2 separate regions of the Xenopus laevis genome follow, and region 2 is linked to region 1. A link is a contact called in public Hi-C data. All regions are on one chromosome and are shown on one strand. The core of a region is the stretch at or near the end of the contact, and the rest is flanking DNA. Distances in the headings are between cores, read along the strand shown. Region 1 holds the start of adam17.L (ADAM metallopeptidase domain 17 L homeolog). Region 2 has its middle 18 kb from the start of taf1b.L.

Region 1 (5,976 bases), core at 229-2,728:
AATGAGACTGTCACCCTCTCACTCCTCTGACTCTCATCTACTGAGACTGTCACCCTCTCACTCCTCCGACTCTCATCTACTGAGACTGTCACCCTCTCACTCCTCCGACTCTCATCTACTGAGACTGTCACCCTCTTGTCCCTCCGACTCTCTCATCTACTAAGACTGTCACCCTCTCATTCCTCTGACTCTCATCTACTGAGACTGTCACCCTCTGACTCCTCTGACTCTCATTTACTGAGACTGTCACCCTCTCACTCCTCTGACTCTTATCTACTGAGACTGTCACCCTCTCACTCCTCCGACTCTCATCTACTGAGACTGTCACCCTCTCACTCCTCTGACTCTCATCTACTGAGACTGTCACCCTCTCACTCCTCTGACTCTCATCTACTAAGACTGTCACCCTCTCATTCCTCTGACTCTCATCTACTGAAACTGTCACCCTCTCACTCCTCTGACTCTCATCTACTGAGACTGTCATCCTCTCACTCCTCCGACTCTCATCTACTGAGACTGTCACCCTCTCACTCCTCTGACTCTCATCTACTGAGACTGTCACCCTCTCACTCCTCCGACTCTCATCTACTGAGACTGTCACCCTCTCACTCCTCCTACTCTCATCTACTGAGACTGTCACCCTCTCACTCCTCCGACTCTCATCTACTGAGACTGTCACCCTCTCACTCCTCCGACTCTCTCATCTACTGAGACTGTCTTGGGGGGGGGGGGGGTTGCTGCTTTACCTAGAATATGTACTATTAGTGCTCACTCTTTCAAAATCACCAGAAATCCACTCAGTCTATACATTCATTTGTACTGGTCAGTTGTTCTATTTGTTTTTTGTTTGTGCTGGATTCAGTTATTTCAGAGAGCTCTGATACATCTGCTATAAAAGAGACCCCACACCCAAAAGTAGATCTGTCAATCAAACTGACACCCAACTCCTGCATGAAGAGTGACAGATGCTGAAAGGGGGACAGTGAAGAGTAAATTGATTTCAGAAACGGAACAGAATTTTGTTATTTTATTTAGTATGTTTTTTTTATTTCAGAGTGATGAAGCTTCTATTTTAAATTAAATTTTTAAGAAAACAGTCCGTGTTGGGGGCATGGTGTTTAGAGCTTAGTCACTAGGCCTGGGCTTTTGTTGCCTGACCACAAATCCAGGCCAGAGACTGTATTCTTCAAAATAAGGAGCAGACTAAAAAGATGACTTTTGGTCTATGTAACTCAGTCTTCTTCTAAATGACCCCTTCTTCAGTCTATAAACTGCTCTAAAGCTGGAATATGGAGGGCACACGTGACCAATGGCCATGCTTGAAAGAAAATCATTGGGCTTCTCACAAAAAACACCGGACCTCATGTTCATTTCCCACAAGGCGGCATTACAAGCAGCAACACGAAGCGTGTGATGTGACGTCATAGTCTCGCGAGATGAGAGTAGTGACGCCTGGATTAGCTGCCCGGCAGGAATCCAGAAACTGGACGGTAAGGGCGCTGCGGGACTTTTAAACAACGATCCGGGACTGCGGGCTGTGTTAGGAGCATCGGAACTGTCCTGGGTAGAGGAATTATTGGGCGGTATGAAATTCTCTCATCTTTTACTTTTATTTACATCCTCTCACTCTCTCATCTACTGAGACTGTCACCCTCTTGCTCCTCCGACTCTCTCATCTACTGAGACTGTCACCCTCTCACTCCTCTGACTCTCTCATCTACTGAGACTGTCACTCTCTCACTCCTCTGACTCTCATCTACTGAGACTGTCACTCTCTCATCTACTGAGACTGTCACTCTCTCACTCCTCTGACTCTCATCTACTGAGACTGTCACTCTCTCACTCCTCTGACTCTCATCTACTGAGACTGTCACCCTCTCACTCCTCTGACTCTCATCTACTGAGACTGTCACTCTCTCACTCCTCTGACTCTCTCATCTACTGAGACTGTCACCCTCTCACTCCTTCAACTCTCTCATCTACTGAGACTGTCACCCTCTCACTCCTCTGACTCTCTCATCTACTGAGACTGTCACCCTCTCACTCCTCTGACTCTCTCATCTACTGAGACTGTCACCCTCTCACTCCTCTGACTCTCTCATCTACTGAGACTGTCACCCTCTCACTCCTCTGACTCTCTCATCTACTGAGACTGTCACCCTCTCACTCCTCTGACTCTCTCATCTACTGAGACTGTCACCCTCTCACTCCTCTGACTCTCTCATCTACTGAGACTGTCACCCTCTCACTCCTCTGACTCTCTCATCTACTGAGACTGTCACCCTCTCACTCCTCCAACTCTCTCATCTACTGAGACTGTCACCCTCTCACTCCTCTCACTCCTCTGACTCTCATCTACTGAGACTGTCACCCTCTCACTCCTCTGACTCTCTCATCTACTGAGACTGTCACCCTCTCACTCCTCCAACTCTCTCATCTACTGAGACTGTCACCCTCTCACTCCTCTGACTCTCTCATCTACTGAGACTGTCACCCTCTCACTCCTCTGACTCTCTCATCTACTGAGACTGTCACCCTCTCACTCCTTCAACTCTCTCATCTACTGAGACTGTCACCCTCTCACTCCTCTGACTCTCTCATCTACTGAGACTGTCACCCTCTCACTCCTCCAACTCTCTCATCTACTGAGACTGTCACCCTCTCACTCCTCTGACTCTCTCATCTACTGAGACTGTCACCCTCTCACTCCTCTGACTCTCTCATCTACTGAGACTGTCACCCTCTCACTCCTCTGACTCTCTCATCTACTGAGACTGTCACCCTCTCACTCCTCTGACTCTCTCATCTACTGAGACTGTCACCCTCTCACTCCTCTGACTCTCTCATCTACTGAGACTGTCACCCTCTCACTCCTCTGACTCTCTCATCTACTGAGACTGTCACCCTCTCACTCCTCTGACTCTCTCATCTACTGAGACTGTCACCCTCTCACTCCTCTGACTCTCTCATCTACTGAGACTGTCACCCTCTCACTCCTCCAACTCTCTCATCTACTGAGACTGTCACCCTCTCACTCCTCTCACTCCTCTGACTCTCATCTACTGAGACTGTCACCCTCTCACTCCTCTGACTCTCATCTACTGAGACTGTCACCCTCTCACTCCTCTGACTCTCCCATCTTCTACTTAACATATATAAGTTACAAACTTTCTTTTTAATGATTTTAAGGCGTGAGAGTATGGACCTAATGTTATTTGTTCTCCACTTTAATCAGGTTATAGAGCCGGTGAAATGAATGAATGAAGAAGGACTATTTTATCATTCGGCTACAATCAGAAACTTGGATTATGCTGTGGGATCTGTGACTCTTTGATCCTAGAGAGTTCTGTGTGTGTTCTACCAGCGGTCCTTACAAATAAAATGAAGACTCTAAGGCCTTTGGGTCGGCTGAGTCTGGTTGAAGTTGTGCTTGTTTTGCTTCTTTGTCTGGCGGGGGCTGAAGCTGAGCACATTCCATATGGTAACCAGAAAGAGATGCCTGCCAAACATCAAGGTAAGTGGAGTCATCCTGCCATTGGAAGTGATAGAAACAACATCCTGGAAGCAAAAAAATCTAAATGCATGTAAGTACAGGTATAGGACCTGTTATACAGAATGCTCGGGACCTGGGGTTTTACGGATAAAGGATCTTTCTGTAATTTGGATTGTCATACTAGAAAATCTTATAAACATTAAATAAACCCAATAGGCTGGTTTTGCTTCCAATAAGAATGAATTATATCTTAGTTGGGATCAAGTACAAGCTACTGTTTTATTATTGCAAAGAAAAAGGAAATAATTTTCAAAAAAATTTGGATTATTTTGATAAAATGGAGTCTATGGGAAAGGCGTTTTTCCGTAATTCGGAGCTTTCTGGAGAACCAGGTTTCCGGATAATGGGTTTCATACCTGTACTGGATTATACCCTTTTGCAAGTGGAATGGCTTTAGTGTTGTAATATTTGCTGGCCTTTTGTATGCTATTTTTTGGCACAAGTAGCTATTTTTATGGTGGGGGCAGGGTATTGTTTAGCCCAATTCTCATTAAAATGCTAATATGGGGACATATTTAATAAAGAGATTTTTAAACTTTTCTTATGAAAATCTCCTGCATTGGCTTTTTCACAATAATCCCAATTGCCAGAAACAGCTGCTACTGACAGGGAGATTTTAGTTGCTTTCTTGGTTGGTGTTAAATATGGGGGTTGGGGTGCAAGACTATATCCAACAACAAAGAGTAGATCACTCAATTTATACCATGCCTTGTGAAGTGTGGGGTTAAGTGTGAACCCCACTGCCAGGCGCACAGTGTACTCCAAAGAAAATGATGCTAAATTGTGGGGGTTTTTTTTGTTTTTGTTTTTTTACACCATTTCTTCACCATTTCAGAATGTTGCAGCACCATTTTCGTTTCGTTGTTACTTATAACAATAATACAGGTGGTAAACTTCTAGTATGTTTCCATTACATATTGGAAATCATATGACGGGGGCAGTACATTTCACAAAGCTTGAGTGAAGTTGGCACAGGTTTTAAATAATAGGGTGGTGTTCTGAGGGCAATACCTTTGGTATGGAAGAACTTTAGGTTTATTGTAATCCGTGAAGGCTAAATGTTCAGACTGTAAAAGCTACCTTTAGGTTTTCCTAGTAAGGAGGATATAACCACAGTGCTACTTTCAGACACCAATGATCTGATTTGCTGTTTACTGTATAAGTCGTGAATGTCCAGGTATCCCTTAACAGAAGCAGTCAGAGAGTTGTAGTTGAGGGACCACCTCTTAGACTGACCAGGCAAGTTCATCTGCATTAGATGTTTGGTATCATTAGCTGACAAGCATCTTCTCTTTGTTCCAGTCTGGATGCACATGCACAGTAAAGTCAAACATGGAAGATTTAAGCTGCCCATTCAGACTTAGTTGGCAACATATCTGCCCATGCATGGGGCCCTCCGAGGGTCCTGCTAGACCAGTATTGGGGCCAGATGTCGATGGGCAGGTTTAAAAATACGGCTCATTGATGCGGTCCTTGGCCTGATCCTCGTCGCTATGATCCAATTGTTGGCCCTAGAGCCAGATGAGTGGATCTTTTCATGTATAGCCAGTTTTAGAAGCATAATGTCTGCTTTTCACTCTACTGCACATGTGCACTGGCCTGGGCTAGAGAAAAGAAAGGTGCAGAAGAAGGTTGCGGTGTGTTCCTCCTACAGAAATGCCCTCGGCTGGTGCAGTTTTACCTGAGTCCGGGGTCTCAGGCAAGCGATAATTATATAAATATATATATATATATATATATATATATCTATATATATATATCTATATATATATATATCTATATGTAGTCAAATACAAGAGTCCTCTGCACTCAACCCATTATCAATATATTTAAGACAGCGACATTTTGTGCATACTGCTACTAAAAAATGCCTTACCCTTTAAACAAAACAGGGATTGTTTGTCCATATATTGCAATATATTTAAGCTGGTCAACTACGTCAAAGTCATCCCATATCTGGCCAGTCCTACACTTAATTTTCATCTGATTCATTAAGAATTCTGTTGCTTCATTATACATTTTACAAAGGGACTTGGTTTTACCTGCAACTTAACTTGCTGCTTTCAAAGTAAACCTCCATACTTGGCTGCCCTTTTATTAGACACCAGTGGGATCACCTGACTATAGCTGGGAAGGGTGGGAGCTACAACATGGAGCTGGTCACTGCTCCTGTATAAACTATAACAAACAAGGGAAAGTTGTGCTCACCACTATATATATATATATATATGAATATCTTGTCAATTATATCCTTATAAATGGTGACTAGTGATGTCATCAGTTATAAACGGTGAGTAGTGATGTCATTATTGTCACGTGACTCACTAAAACTTGTGTATTATAATAAATAAAGTACCCTTTTTTGAAAATATAAGGATATTAGAAGTAACCTCGGAGTTCCATGTCCTGTATAAAAACACTCT
Region 2 (5,905 bases), core at 3,206-5,705, 120 kb before region 1:
ACCACATTAGGGAAGTGGCCCAGGTGCACTGAGCCCTCCGCATAGGGAGCGGACAACCGAAAAGATAAATCTGGAGCAGGCACTCAAAAGAAGGCAGTCTTCCACCGAATAGTCAAAACAAAGTGACAATTTATTGTGTCCTACGCCTTTCGCGTTTCGTGTCTTCAACACAGCCTATGAAATAACGCATATAAAAAAACGATTGCAAATTGGCCTAGAATATCTCTCTCTCTACATCATGCAAAAAGTTAAAGGTGAACAACCCCTTTAGCAGTTCTCAATATTATTCACTTATTTTCAGCAGGTAACATTTTTCACACATAGAGACTGAGTCGGCAGCTTATTGGCCCGTGTGTGGGGCCATCCGACGGGCGTCCCCGATCAGGAAGGGTAAAAAATCCTGTATGATTGTGGCCACCTGTATTGCCTCCATTCTGATCAGATCGCTGGGCCCTAGGGCCCACAATCGGATCAGCTGCTATCAGGGAGAGATCCGCTCGTTTGGCGACATCACCAAATGAGCGGACCTCCCTGTGTATGGCCACCTTTATTCTTCTAGTTTTGATTCCAGGGTACTATCTTCAAGGAATTTGTATGTTCTCCCTGTGTTGGTATTGGTTAAATCTGGTGACACTGGTTTATTCCGCACAATAAAATATGCAGGTGCGTATATTGGCTTCCAGTTAAATAAGCCATGAGATGGGGAAACTACACCTTATTTGTCTCTTCTCTGTTGTCAAATATGAGAAAGTTTGGAGGAATCCTTGCAGAGATGAGCACATTAGGGCAAGAGGACAATTACCCACTTCAAACGATTACTTTTCAGCACTCAAACACTTGTTACTTGTCACCTTCGCTAGAATGGGATGTCTCCTCCCAAACGCTCAAACAATTCCCAGACGTGATTACAGAGAGTCGGTGAGATTGCAAAACTTGATTTTCTTCATTCTCATCCTGACCTGATTTACAGGTGGTGTCTGTGGTAGTACAGCAGGTTATACCTCATATGTACACTAGGGGTCACACAACTGCCTCCTTACAAATAAGAAAAGCTCTTAAAGGAGAAGGAAAGTCTAAAATAAAATAATGCTGTAATTATTGGCCATAAGATGTATATACTTTTACCAGCAGGCATTTCTTCATTCAGTTTCTCATTATTTCTTGAGCTGTAATCCTTTTTCATATAAATGGCAAGCTGCACAGAAACGGATATCTTTGCTGCAGTCCATAAATCCCTCAAATCAGGGCACACGCATGCGCCATTAGTCTCAGCAGTGCCCTGCACATGCGCACTATGACCTCCTGGCTTCCCTTTGAACAGACGACGTTCGGGTCACGTGATCCAATAGTTTGTTCGTTTGTCATCCCTAACGTCTTTGCCGCCACCTGCATTTACAAACCTGTCAATATGACTGATGTTCCCTGCTGTCGGGTAAGAATGGGAAAGCTTTGAAGCTCCTGCGCTTGCTGGTTTTGATTTACAGTTTGCAGCAAGCGGAGAAGCAGAGGAGTGAAACGATCGTTGTAGAACATATTGTGCTTATTCAAAAAATGTGCACTGTTCTAAGCAATATGAATGTGACGGAAATGGGTCCCTGTTTATGCTGACTCTGTAGATACATACACGCGCTTATTTGGTTATGTCATAGGGTCAAGAAGAGGTGCATGCGCACTAGTGGTAAAGCGCAGGGAGGAAGTGATGTGGTGATTTGAAAATGGCGGCGCCAAAGCTTATACTATGCAAAATCTTTGGAATGCAAGTGCACAAATACAGTAATACCATTGCACTTTTCAATGCAGCGTTTCAGGAGGGGGGGTAATGCTGAAGAGAAAGAGGGAGGTTGTTTTTTTTAACTTTCCTTCTCCTTTAAAGTAGAGCCCAATCCAGTATATGTTATGTACAGGTCATAAGTTCCAATCACTTATGGTTCACCCATAAGTGTACTTTATAGAATAGCTAATTCTAATCAACTTTGCAACTGGGCTTAATTTTTTTCTTTTTTTATAGTTTTTAATTATTTGCCTTCTTCAGACTTTTTCCAGCTTTTAAATGGGGGTCACTGAGCCCATCTAAAAACAAATGCTCTGTAAGGCTAAAAATTTATTTTTATTGCTACTTTTTATTACTCTTTCTGTTCAGGCCTTAAGTCAATGGGGCAGATTCTCTAAAGGGTGAAGTGGCCAACGTTAGCGTCAATTCGCAGGGACATCGCCAATTCACTAACAGACATAGAGGACAATTCGCTAGTGTACAAGGCCGTAGGGATTCGGCCAGGATTCGGCTGAAACCTTTGCAAATTAGGGGTGGGGAGGGAAATCACATGACTTTTTGTCACAAAACAAGGAACTAAAAAATCTTTTCCCATTCCCACAACCGGGCAGAAGGATTCCGTATCCTGCTCAAAAAGGCAAAATCCTGGCCGAATCCCGACGGTATGTGGCCGAATCTTTCACGAAGGATTCAGGGTTTCGGCCAAATCCAAAATAGTGGATTCGGTGCATCCCTAATTACAATGTTCACACGCAAATGTTTTATTTCATCTTTATAGACTATAACTGTGTTAAAATACATTACTGAGGTGTTTAGTGTCACTCAGTGGAAGAATATATGGAAACAACTGAAGTGATACATAATTCAAAATGTAAATAAAAAAATAATAGTGGGGTGCACCGAATCCAGGATTTGGTTCGGGATTCGGCCCTTTTTCAGCAGGATTCGGTCATATCCTTCTGCCTTCCAAATCCTAATTTGAAAATGAGGGGCAGGGAGGGAAATCGTGTGACTGTTTGTCACAAAACAAGGAAGTAACAAATGTTTTCCCCTTCCCACCCCTAATTTTCATATGCAGATTTGGTTCGGTATTTGGCCGAATCTTTCGAGAAGGATTCGGGGGTTTGGCCGAATCCAAAATAGTGGATTCGGTGCATCCCTTATTCCAACACAGGGAATCTCTGGGAGCAGAAGAAGTGTGTATTTCCCAGTCTGACCCACACCCAACCTAAACCAGCAATGGTCACCCAAATTTTAACCAAACCCACATGACCTGTAGGTAAACCTGCGGGTCCTGTAGGTTTCAGATTACCTGCACATGACTAGAACAGAAAGCTCAGTGACTAGAACAGAAAGCTCACCCATTGAGCTGCCTTTCATTAAACACACCTGGCATGGCAACTTCAGGCTTGCTGGATAAACCATTACGCCAGCCAGACATGGCTTCTTTAAAGTAAAATTCAACACTTTACCAAAAAAAACCCTGCCCCTTCAGGGAAATGCCCCTTACTTTTTACTTACCACTCATCACAGATTCAGGCATCGGAGTTCACTGCAGCCATCTTCCGGGTCTTCATGTATTCTTCCGACACTTCGGCAATTTCTGTCCATTTCGGCGCACGTGCAGTTGATGCAAACCGGTAATTTGCTCTAACTGCCCATGCGCCGCTTCGCCGGTCTCCGTCTCATCTTACCGAAGACCCGGAAGATGGCTGCGGTGAACTCTGATGCCTGGATCTGCGCTGAAAGGGTACCGAAAAAGTTAGGGGCATTTCCCCGGGGGGCAGTTAGACTGGGGGGGAGGGGAGTTTATGTGGGGTGGGGGGTAGGGGTTTTGTTGGTCGGCCTCATGTCTGGGTGACCCCTGGGCAAATGCCTATTTATTAAAGGCAACCCCCCCAGAATGAATGCCTAACCAATAGTTTATGTCCTATTAAGTGGCCTATTGAAAATTCTTACTAAACTGGAATATAGATGAGCCCCCATTTTATGATATTCTCTGTGCTGCCTCAGAGATCACCTGACCAGAAATACTGCAGCTCTAACTGTAACAGGAAGAAGTGTGGAAGCAAAAGTCAGAACTTTGTGCAGTAATTGGCCCATGTGACCTAACATGTATGTGTGCCCTTGGTTTCTTTGTGTGCACCGTGAATCGTAGGATCCCAGAGGGCGGCCCTTATTTCTTAAAATGGCAATTTTCAATTTAGAATTACCCAATGGTACATACTAATAAAAAAGTATATTTCATGAAAATGGTTTATTGAGATGAAGCAGGGTTATGCATATGAGCTGTTTTTTCCTATACATTTTATAGAGACCTGCATTGTTTGGGGGTATAGTTTTTCTTTAAAACAGCCCCGCAACCAGGCCACCATACAACACACTGGCTACCGGAGCATCCCAGAGTGTCCTGAGGAGAGTCTGTGTAGCTTGTGTTTTCCCTGCAATGCATGGTTAAAAAATGCTAGTCAATTCCCATTATCACCATGGTAGCATGCAGCAAAATATATGTGTACAATGTATAGTGACATATGGAACAGGGATTCATCATTTCCTGTCTCTTCCTACTGAAGCGTCAGAGCAGCACACACACAATCTGACAAGCTCCTGCCTGTGCCTGCATCTGCTGAGCCCTGGAGCGGGAATCTGCACTCATAGCTGTTCCACTGAGTAGCAGCAGTAGGGCAGCCCCAGTCTTTCTGTTCTGCATGCTTCACACACTAACACCAGGCTCCTCTAGTGAGTGTCCTAGACTCACAGCAGACAGAGAAAATCTGTCCTGTTTCCATGGTTACTGTGCAGCACCATCCTAGATGGAGGATTCCATTAAGAGCATAAGCTCATGCATATAATTAAAATAACATAATAATAGTAGTAAAGGGCGTACATTCCCCAGCCCCAGGTGTACCCTCAAAATCACATGAAAAGGGAGCTACTATTATGAACCCTCCCTTGAGATGAATTTAGGGAAGATCCATAAAAGGGTTGAATGCCAGAGTAGGAGATGTAGCCTGGAAAGCACACTACAAATGAACCTGCTGACTAGGCAGGCAGCCTATAGTAATATCTTTAATAATTAACTCTGGGAATGGAGTGTGACTGTGGGATAGTAGGGAGAGCTGGTGCCTATAGTAACAGTGGATAATAGTCTCTGGGAAGGGAGTGTGACTGTGGGATAGCAGGTATAGTAGGGAGAGGTGGTGCCTATAGTAACAGTGGGATAATAGTCTCTGGGAAGGGAGTGTGACTGTGGGATAGCAGGTATAGTAGGGAGAGATGGTGCCTATAGTAACAGTGGATAATAGTCTCTGGGAAGGGACTGTGGCTGTGGGATAGCAGCTATAGTAGGGAGAGATGGTGCCTATAATAACAGTGGGATAATAGTCTCTGGGAAGGGAGTGTGACTGTGGGATAGTAGGTATAGTAGGGAGAGATGGTGCCTATAGTAACAGTGGGATAATAATCTCTTGGAAGGGAGTGTGACTGTGGGATAGCAGGTATAGTAGGGAGAGATGGTGCCTATAGTAACAGTGGATAAAAGTCTCTGGGAAGGGAGTGTGACTGTGGGATAACAGGTATAGTAGGGAGAGATGGTGCCTATAGTAACAGTGGGATAATAGTCTCTGGGAAGGGAGTGTGACTGTGGGATAGTAGGTATAGTAGGGAGAGATGGTGCCTATAGTAACAGTGGGATAATAATCTCTTGGAAGGGAGTGTGACTGTGGGATAGCACGTATAGTAGGGAGAGATGGTGCCTATAGATACAGTGGATAAACGTCTCTGGGAATGGAGTGTGACTGTGGGATAGCAGGTATAGTAGAGAGAGATGGTGCCTATAGTAACAGTGGTATAATAGTATCTGGGAAGGGAGTGTGACTGTGGGATAGCAGGTATAGTAGGGAGAGATGGTGCCTATAGTAACAGTGGATAAAAGTCTCTGGGAAGGGAGTGTGACTGTGGGATAGCAGGTATAGTGGGGAGAGATGGTGCCTATAGTAACAGTGGATAATAGTCTCTGGGAAGGGAGAGTGACTGTCGGATAGCAGGTATAGTAGGGAGAGATGGTGCCTATAGTAACAGTGGATAATAGTCTCTGGGAAGGGAGTGTGGCTGTGGGATAGCAGGTATAGTAGG

The links. Hi-C and Micro-C count contacts between places; a contact is called where the count stands out from the background.
Region 2: a contact with region 1 is called in a Hi-C map of animal cap, with 12 times the contacts expected there. The contact joins the enhancer-like site here to the promoter of adam17.L in region 1. A contact is called at or near these places in 3 of 4 Hi-C or Micro-C datasets (the XL177 cell line, the XTC cell line and animal cap).

What each region holds. Positions count from the first base shown.
Region 1 is chr5L:148,753,852-148,759,827 of Xenopus_laevis_v10.1, reverse strand. It overlaps adam17.L (ADAM metallopeptidase domain 17 L homeolog), which reads left to right and starts at 1,478. Exons shown (of 20, transcript NM_001095661.1): 1 at 1,478-1,583; 2 at 3,236-3,514. The coding sequence starts at 3,382.
Region 2 is chr5L:148,881,036-148,886,940 of Xenopus_laevis_v10.1, reverse strand. No RefSeq gene overlaps it. Among protein-coding and RNA genes, the nearest start is that of taf1b.L, 18 kb to the left of the region's middle. Within about 2 kb of position 4,455, at least 1 of the 7 cell types and tissues checked has an H3K27ac peak or open chromatin away from gene starts, as enhancers often do.